Linked DNA regions of Drosophila melanogaster: region 1 is linked to region 2. A link is a contact called in public Hi-C data. All regions are on one chromosome and are shown on one strand. The core of a region is the stretch at or near the end of the contact, and the rest is flanking DNA. Distances in the headings are between cores, read along the strand shown.

Region 1 (5,120 bases), core at 2,605-5,104, 3.4 Mb before region 2:
ATTAAGATCGATTCTGTAGATGGTTTTGATTTAGAAAAGCTAATTGGGGCATAGTCGAGCAAAAAAGGCTGAACGAAAAAGCCGAAAAATTAGGAAACACACGGAAGAGTTTAAGTAGTTGGAAATCGTGAAAAGAAAGCATTGCGCACAAAGTTTGAGAGAGTTATTAAATTGGTTAAATAGCGATGAGCGCGGACGACATGTGTTTGAAATGTTTGGGTGGCAGGCGCAAGAGCCAATGGAAGCACGTCTTGTTCGTAGTCGTGCTCAAGTCGGCTTGCTGCCACTCAAACAAATCCATTTAAACCTTAAGACCAGAGTAAACAAAACACATGCAGGCAGTACTACCCCCACTTGCCAGTTTGCATTTTAAGTGTGCATAGCAAGAAAGAAGACGAAAAATTTAATTGAAATTGTAATCCCCACTGGAAATGGCCTTGGGTGAACTACACCCAAAATTATTTTGTGTATTATCAAGGACACTTAGAATACAAATGTGTGTGTCATGTTGGCATTGCTTTTTTTAGCAAAATTTTCTTTCCTATTTAACAAAAAGAAAATCTATGGGAGAAGGGTTGGCCAATTTAATATTGCTTTTTGTGACTTTTTGTCTTCCTGTTTACATAAACTGTGATCTTCTAAGATCTTAAATCGGATATCGAATATCCGATAGAAGTGGTAATTGCAATTGTCCCAATTAGTTGATAAGGTGGGTAACTTTTGAAAGTCGTAAAAGTCTTTGATTTGAGTTTAGCAGTTGTAAACAAATATTTTGATCACTTTCCACTTCAGTCTAACGTTATGAATCCTAGGAATGGATTCATGAAGGCATTGATGAAGGAACAGGATCCTTTTGGTTCTTACTAAAACAGGAAAAACAAGAGAATCAGACATCATATCAGAAAATATTCTTTGAATAAAATAAAGAAGTACTAGACATCCATCAGAATAAGTACTGTAGGCACAACCAGAATAATTGAGAGCGAAACAAAACACGGTCGCTTGTGCTCAGCCTACTCTTAGGAACTAATCATTCTCATTAGAAGAAACCTTTTTGATTTCGACAATTTCAGACTCGTATTTTAGTTTGTTCAAGATGGTCGTGAGGGGAGGACTAAAAGATTAGAGAAATAAAAATGTGAGCAAAATCATCTCAAAGTTATCGGGATTCTATCGATGTTGCTTCGATGCGTTCCAATTAAATAATTTGTTTAAAGAGGAACAAGAATAACACGGGGCAAGGAAAATAAGAAAAATGCAAAAGACTGGGACTCACTACTCAATTTTAAAGACAATATAAATGTATTAAAGAAGAGAATTATAAGTCTATGTCATATATGTATGTATACGCATGTATGTATATGAACAGTTCATGGCCACTTATATAACTAGCGTAAAACAACTTTTGTGCCTACTGGTTTGTATTATAGATTTACAGTTTATTTATGATATAAAATGAAAGAAATATAAAACCTAGAAATTGCTTTTCACCTGGGGTCTTTATAACTTATATTCTTAGGTGTCGATTTTTCCTACGACTGTTTGAAATACATGATTTGCGAAAAAATAAAAGAGGCTATCCAACCGATTGGCCTCAGAGTGCTGTTCAGGGTTGGGTTGTATAAATACATATATGAGACATAGTTTTAATTTACTGTTTCAAGAGAAGTCAGCCTTTGTCGAACAGCAATAACAAGATTTAAACAGAAGGATCTACATTTTTATCGACAACGGCATCCAACAGAGCAATGTCGTTTTTTACCCATTTGTCGTAGAATACAAGGGTATGCAAGGTTCGTTGAAAATTATCTAAAGGGTAGAAAGAGCGGTTCCAACAAAAAAAAGTGTACACTATCTTGATCTGTATAACTTGCCGAGTCGATCCGGACATGTCCGTCCGCTGGTCGTGATCTCGGAAACTATAAAGGCTAGAACGTTGATATTAATGCTTAATATTATTATTCGTTTACTATACGTCAAAATCTGTCGATACTACATGTCTTCAATGTGTTAGTATAAGTTCCTTGCTTTTTTATGTTTATCTCCGTAATGCCTTTTGGGTATATCAATCGATTTGGTAAGCGCTGAAGGTGTAGAGGATTCAGCATCGATGTGGATGAAAATTCTTCCGGTTTCTTGAGCCCAGAAGATAGCAAAGTGTTATTATTGCCGGGCAGAGATAAAGGGGCTGACGTCAACGGCTGAATCGTAGGGACTGCCAAGACTTTTGGGGTTACCTCTCCCTTGGTTGCTGTTCTGGTTATCATATGACTGCTATAAGCGCCTAGGATAATGATAACAAACACTGTGATGGCCTGCATTGAGTGCTTAAAGCTGTTCGATGACTGATTAAAATCTATTTAATATACTAGTTTTAGCCGCCGTCTTCTGTATACCAGCAATAGCTTCCTTCTATAACTAACTTCATAATGTCCAATTCTACGAATTACACCAAAACACATGTTTAAATATCAATAGATGGAAAAACAGCTTCTTTGAAGCTGTTCTCGTCTTAAACAATACTAGTATTAACGATATTGCGACGATACATTTTTAAATGCTTTTGGAAAAATAAAATAAAAGAGAATGCTTTAATCGACTTCCCCGACTATCAGATGCCCATTACTCAGAAAGTTTGAATGCAAACGCGAAATTTCATAATTTTTCTGGTATATCAATAGATCTTGGTGAATAAAATTAAATTAAATTAAATTGCCGTAGCAATATAAGGCGCCTTGTAGGTGTTAGAGTGGGAGTGGCAACTTGCGCTGCGTCTGTGTCTCTAGAATCTGTATGCAGAATCTCAACCTTCTAGCTTTTATAGTTCTAGACGTTCATACGGACAGACGGACATGGCCAGATAGACTTGGCTATTAATCCTGAATATATATAATTTATAGGGTTGGAAACGACTGTTACATACGTTTTAAAGAGTCGAATATACCCTTTTACTCAACAAGTAACATAAAATTTTCAAAGGTCGTGACCGTTTCGGAAGTTTTATATATGTATTCTAGTTCATATAGCTCCTGAGATCTCCACGTTCATACGGAGGGACAGAGCGTGTACTTGATTACCTTACTTACTACTACACAAACATTGAGAGTAGGGCCAGAAACAATTCAATTTGTCCCATTTCTGCAGCCTAAATTAAATTTCGAACTAAGAACTTGTACTAAGTACAAGCTCAGGCAAACGCACTTTTATTACCACCAACCTAAGAAAGTGAAATTCATTTGTGAATTCATTTAGTTGTTGAGCTAATAAGCTTAGCTATTTTTATATCCGTTACTCGTAGAGTACCTAGATTCTTTGAAAAGTATGTAACAGGTAGAAGGAAGCGTTTCTGACTATATAAAGTATATATATTCTTGATCAGGAACAATAGACGAGTCAAATTAGCCATGTCCGTTTGTCCGTATGACCGTCGAGATCTCAGGAACTATAATAACTAGAAGGTTGAGATTAAAATTCTAGAGACATAGACGCGTAAGTTTGTTGATCCAAGTGGCCACGCTCACTCTAACACCCTCAAAGCTCACAAAACTGCCACTCCCACACTTTTAAAAAAGGTGTTGATATTTTTTCTTATTTTTATTAGTCTTGTAAATTTTTATCGATTAGCAACAAAAATAAAATGGAATATGGAAAATGTATCAGCATATAATAATGTATGTATTAGCATATTAGCACTTTAATTTAATTTCCGTGATAGGATTGATAGGATCTCCACAAAAAAAACCGACTATGGGACTAACGGACGACAGAACAACAAGGACAAACAATGACCCCCCACCCAACATACAATTCCTACCAAAGATCAGTTAACAGAAAATGTGATCCCTACAAGTATGCTACACTTTGCACAACGTAGACCCTCTGACGACTCATGGATCCCCTAGAGAAATTTACTCAGATGTATAAAGCATTATACATTTTAATTTTAAACATAAAATGTAAAATGTAAATGTAAAATTTGTTCTGAACACGTGCATAAATATAAACATACTAATTTAAATTGTTTTAAACACGATTTTGAATTTGTGGCCCTAAATGTAAAATTAATTTAGCCTCTTCTGTGAAAAATTATTATTAACATTATTGGAGGGCATTACAGTGAGGGTACTTCAGTCAATTCAAAGGACGGCATTAATGGTGGCGCTGGCTGCGATCTTGCTGCTACTTGGTCTTGAGGAGCTTCTTTTCCTATCCTTTCTTAGACATCTTGGCTATCACTGGGCTGGATTTTTGTACAAATTAAATTACTGGCTTCCACCAGCCATTTTCGGTATTAGAAAATGTTTGGGCTACAGCACAAGCACAACACATACCCTCTAGTGGTTGGCACTTTAGTTAGAAATAAATATTCACAACATCAAAATACAAATAAAAGAACACTTTAAAAAGATATTTACTTAAACCATAAAAATTAAAACTACTCGCAGAATTCAAAACTCAAACACCGAACTACAAGCTCCTGGAGAACTTCATTAAAATACTTATTAGAAAACTACCAATACAATTATTTACTATTTTGGCTCATCATGATATCACAGAATTAAGTGACCATCAACCATATGGCTGCATACTTTAAAGAAACCGGATGCTAAATTGCAAAGATGGAGAGCCAAATTAAACGAATGCCACTTTAAAATCGATTATATTAATATATAATATATTATATTAATTAATTAATATTAAAGAGAGAATTCAGCTTCCGATGCATTATCGAGAATTAAAATTAAAATTTATTAAACAAAATTTTAAATAGAAAATTTACCATTTATATTGAGAGCGGCAAAGATTTTAAAATTATTTAAAGTGCACGCAGAGAAATTATTATGCAATTTGGCTAAAACAGAACATAGAAAAACCAAAAGGCCTTTTAAAATCACACCTAACAAATTTGTGGTAGATATTGGTCGAATCATATTTATATTCATTCATATTTCATTCATTTGAGGAGAACATTACATCAGTTTCATTTAAATTTATTGTAAATTCACTGCATTTGAGAAAATTAAAACAAAGTACTAGATAGAATGCAGAAACGCATTAATGCAATCAATTAGATAAACCCAAATTATTAAAGGCAGACAGAGACGATGCTTTCCCCAGCT
Region 2 (5,360 bases), core at 1,972-4,471:
CTTATCTAATCTTATTCTGAAATCTTTCCATCCGTCGCAGATATGGCGACATGGTGCCAGAGACAATAGCTGGCAAAATTGTGGGCGGCGTCTGCTCGCTTAGCGGTGTGCTGGTCATCGCCTTACCTGTACCTGTTATCGTATCGAACTTTAGTAGAATCTATCACCAGAACCAGCGAGCGGACAAGCGCAAGGCGCAGCGGGTAAGAAAAGGCTATCTGGGGAATCCCGAGGAATCCGTTAGTGTCACAAGAACTTTAGACTGGAATTACCAGTAATTATAGTTACAGATTTGGCCAGCAGGTTCTGTGACACTGATATTAAATCGGTGAAAATTTTATCTGGGAGCCAGTGAAAGTCATCCATTTTTCCGTGTGCATCCCAACTAAATGCCACCCACCACCCGCAAATACTCATTATGTGTTATGACCTTGCAGAAAGCTCGCCTGGCGCGCATCCGCATTGCCAAGGCCTCGTCCGGAGCCGCCTTTGTTAGCAAGAAGAAGGCCGCCGAGGCCCGGTGGGCTGCCCAGGAGTCGGGCATCGAGCTGGATGACAACTATCGGGACGAGGACATCTTCGAGCTGCAGCACCATCATTTGCTGCGATGTCTGGAGAAGACAACGGTGCGTATACGCAATGTGCGAGGCAGCTTTGTCCTTCGCTGTGCAGCTATCTCTATCTCTCTGTATACATACTCGTACATGTGATATACGTATTATTGTCACTCGATTGCGCGCTCAGTGTTTTTGAACTTATGATTTGAACTTATCATTTCTTACTACCTCTCGAATCACACTCTGTCTCTATACATTTTTCGTTTCTACTCCGTGACAGATGTAGCAACATTTGAACATCTCAGTTGTAGTCAGAAATTGTAAGGTTTGCCACGAGCTCATTAGGAAAGCAATGACAACGGCATCAACGAGAGCGACACCCACAGCCAAAAAAACATCAACGGTGGCGACAGCAATATCAGCAAGTGGCAGGACGAAGGATATGTTGTTGGGCGTTTTAGAACTGACGCGTCTTCTCATAAATCAAAATAATAGTCAAAAATCGCAGAAAGCCAAGAGAAAAAGAAACTGAACTGAAATGCGAATATTCAGCATCTTTTGTATGTGCATTTTGTTAAGCGTTTTAGTTTTATCGATTTATTTGAATATGTTTTCTGTACATTATTATGGTATTTATCGTTTTTGTGTGCGATCTGTTGTATTTCGTTCTAAGTTATATATTCTAAGTTCACCATTTGTGTCATGTTTTTCACACGATCTGAGCCCGAAACTGGCTTCGAAAATAAGCAAATATAAAACATAGAAATAAAAAGCAATGAATATCAATGTCTATGCTCTGAAAAAAAGCGAATATAAATAAATTCGCCAAAGTAAGTGCTTTCGGTTTGTATTTAAGTTCCGTTCTTTCTTCAATCTTTCTCTAACCCCTCTCCCTCCATCTCTCTCTCTCTCTCTTTATACCTTTCTCGTTCTATCTAACCTCGTTCATGTTTACGCGTTGTACTTAATTTTTATGATTTCCAATTTTCAATTTTAATTTCTTCTTTGTTGATTGTCGATTGTTTTTTGTTGATTTCAAATACCCTCTGGCATTAGAGAACGATTCGTGTTGAATGCTATGCGCTGTATTCTGTTTTAAGTTCCTCGAATAGGTCATTACCGAACAGAATCGGTTCGAACAATATGCGAATGCTCCCCCACATGCTATCAAGAAATTTCCAAAACGCCCATTTAGCCATATGCAATCGATTGCTGTCAACAAACAGGCCAGAAACCATATCAAAATCTAAACATTTTAAATGCCCAAAGGGGCTCATCAAGTGAGGCGAAGTATCGGCACGAACAATTCAAAGTCACTAAGTGGATATGAAAACCCCATTAAAGCACACAATTTGTAAGGCCTAATTTATCGAGAGTAAATTCCCATTTTCCATTAAATGGCTCAGCATTAACTATTTTTTTATGAGCACAATTCATATTCCATTCAAAATAGTTCTTGGCCAGCTCACTGTGCTATTTTCGAAGACAAAAATTTGTTTAAAAGTTAGGAAAACAACACTATTGTTTAAGAATAATGAAAACATGGACAGAAAATAATATGGATGGTAATGGAGTTTTTTTAAGGAAAAACTTGTTATGCAATTATAAATACTGCAGTTTTTAAACAAATCTAAATAAATTAATAAGTTTCAGAATTGTCATATCAGCTTTTACTAATATGAATTAAAATGTTTAATGTACTATACACTTAATAGAATTGACAAAACTTTTCAGTGATTCTCACTCTGCTTTCATAATCGATTATTATGCACCATTACCATCTTTATTTTGTATGTGTGCTAGTCATAACCATAAGCAATTTCACTTGATGAGCTCTTAAATTCTCTACTAAAAGCAGCAAATCAATAAAACAGCGTTTTGTCATAAATCGAGAATCGGTTAGAAGCGGCCATAAATGTGGTCGCGTTTTGAGCCAAAGTCGCACTCGAATGTCGCTGGCTGGCGCTTGCTTTCCATTCGTACCGCTCTGCCACGCCCCCGCCACCGCCCATGCCCACCGAACCGCCCCGCATTTACCGCTCTCGTTCTGCTAAGTGACTGCCCGCCCGCTGCCTCGCCCCCTGGCTGTTTCGATAAAAAGTTTGTTCTCATAGTGTTTTCGTACAATTGTCATTGCTTAGGAGCCGCAAAATAAGAAAAACAAAAAAACAAAACAAGAAAATCACCCAATTTCCCATTAACAAATTGTAGCGTTCAAATGTTTATAACTTGCCCCCCCCCTTACATAAACCAGCTTAATGTTTTAATTGTTGTTTAAACTCGAAGGGGCTAAAAACGCTCGCTCTTCCCCTTTCTCCTCACCCCCTCCACCTTTCCAAGTATTTGTTTATGCGTATGTACTTGAACCCAATTCTTAAGTCCTGTGTTTTGTGTGTGTAAAACCCCGCTCCCCCTCCCAAGATTTCTATATTGTAAAATTGTTGAAAAAAAAGAAAAGAAAAGAAAAACATTGTACTCTATGTATTCTTCGTTTCTCTTTGTAAAATTCTTCTCTGGCTGTACCTCTCAATGCTCAAAAACCGCAGGATCGAGAATTTGTCGAGTTAGAAATACCGTTTAACGGCCAGCCCAAGAGGCCGGGCTCCCCGTCCCCGATGGCCAGTCCCGCCCACTCGACAAACAGTGCCGCCGGCCTGCTGCAGTCCTGCTGCGGCCGATGCTGCTCCCAGCGCTACCAGGTAAGCTATACGCCCCCACATACCCTGTACGGAGAGAGAAGTGCGGAAGTTACCGCCGTCCGGCACTCGAGGGGTTGAGTGCCCCCAGCAGGTGGGTCCAAAACCGCTTTCCGTAACCCCTCTCTCTTTATTAGTACTATATACCGTTTGTGTGTGTTGACTTTGTTGCCTCTGTTGGTCTTGTACTCTTGTAAATTTTCACATCTCACCTTCGGAAGAACTAAAACATCCTCGAGGATATCACTTGGGGGCATCTTAGGGAAATTAACATGATTTTGGTGCCCCTAGTCATTAAACTTTCATTATAAAATTCATTTCTAAATTCATTTCAATGTACTATAAATACTCAGGTCGGATAAATGCAGATGGTAATCATGACAAAACTAAATATATCGGTGCTCCTCTAGGATATGCACTTTTCCTATGTCAAATATATAGTGTTTTACATCAAAAAGTATGCTATGAGTCTTGCACTTACAGATTTAGTAAGGGTGTAGATGCTATGTAGAATGTATGGTGTAAATATCAGTCAAAAATGTAACTTCTTTCCGAAAATGTTGATAATATATTAAACAAAATGTTGTAAATATAAATTCTTTAAGTGCAGTCAAATATATGGAGCTCTTTATTGTATTAAAATGTATATAGTAACGTAATTTGATTCAAATGTAAAATAAACAATGTCCTTTCCTTTATATATACATATATTTTATATTTCTTTAAAATATTTATATACGAGACAGCAAAATCGTAGAATATATATTCAAATTTCTCAGTGCGCATCCTTAAGAATGTTTTGAGTCTGATAGGAGGCTGGAATCTTGATCCAGCTTCTGTTTTAGTTTTAGGCACATCATGCTATTCTGGAGCTATCATTAATCATGTAAACTCTGACCCCGAGCCTTTATATTACCGCTTTCTGGTCTGTTCTCGTTTCTATTTAGGCCTGCGGCAAGTACATGCCGGCTGCCAGCAATGCTCAGAATAGCCAAAACAATCAGCCCATGGATGGCACCTACCTGGTGGAGGCCTCGTTCTGAGCCGGCGGCAGCAGGTTGGCGTCGAGATGCACATCCTCGGCCAGGGAGGCAGTCACATCCCAATCCAGATCGAGATGATTTACGTTTACGTTTAGTCTAACTTAAAAAGTTTTTAAACTAAATTGAATTCGTTTTGTAGACATGTCGTGTGTGTTTAGTCGCCAAATATAAAAATTGATGGACCCGAGGAATATCTGAAGCCGAAATACAACTGTAATCTCTAAAATCTGATTTTCGAGTTTAACGAGCAAAATATTTAATTAAATGCAAGCACTTGCAGACTCAAATGAAAGCAACGCCGAATGTGTAATGTATTGTATGATGAAGGGCACATTAAAATAAAACAAGTAACAAATGAAGTATGTAAAAGTGCCCAACCCAGATTCTGCGGCGGCAAAGTCGGATTTGATTAGCGAGGACCCGTTAATGAAAAAAACCCAAATATTAATTATAAAAATATGCAACACTATTTACTTTATTTAGGTGACAAGACAACAACAGCAAACAACAGAAACCGAAGCATTTTAGAGGAATTTACTGTGTATGTTTTAATAACGTGAACATAAAGTAGCATAGCAGGCGAAATAGTTTGAAGAAAGTACTAAAGAGATTTAGCTAATAATAGGATCTATAACTGACGAGAAGGGCAGAGTCCAAAAACCAATTGAACAAAATCCGAACACAATAAGGAACATTTTAATAGCAAACGATTTGTGTGTAGCCAGGAAACGAACAAGGAACGAAAGTTTGCTAGAAAATTATGAAGATATTAATACGAATTCGTGTATTTTTTAAGTGGTCCGTAGTTTAGTAGGTATGATCTTCATCCCCTACTCCCCTTTTTTTTCTCATCGACAATGATCTCTTAGTCAGCATTAACGCATTTGTGTGACAACCTCATTTTCCCCTAAAAAACTATGTATATGTGTGTACAGCAAAGAGGTTTCAGTTCGTCATTCAACATTTCCCATCCTTTTTCCGAAGTACTCCAAAGTGAACTAATCAAAATCTATTGAAAAACTAAAAATTACAAACTTTCTTCCAAGAACTAAGTTAGCGAGAAA

The links. Hi-C and Micro-C count contacts between places; a contact is called where the count stands out from the background.
Region 1: a contact with region 2 is called in a Hi-C map of the Kc167 cell line, with 3 times the contacts expected there. A contact is called at or near these places in 3 of 107 Hi-C or Micro-C datasets (the Kc167 cell line and embryo).

What each region holds. Positions count from the first base shown.
Region 1 is chr3L:22,981,020-22,986,139 of dm6, reverse strand. No RefSeq gene overlaps it. Among named protein-coding and RNA genes, the nearest start is that of CG32457, 4.1 kb to the left of the region's middle.
Region 2 is chr3L:19,567,557-19,572,916 of dm6, reverse strand. It overlaps Shal (Shaker cognate l), which reads left to right. Exons shown (of 7, transcript NM_001104176.2): 4 at 41-203; 5 at 438-626; 6 at 3,104-3,256; 7 at 4,201-5,360. The coding sequence ends at 4,296. Among named protein-coding and RNA genes, the nearest start is that of mir-9a, 5.1 kb to the right of the region's middle.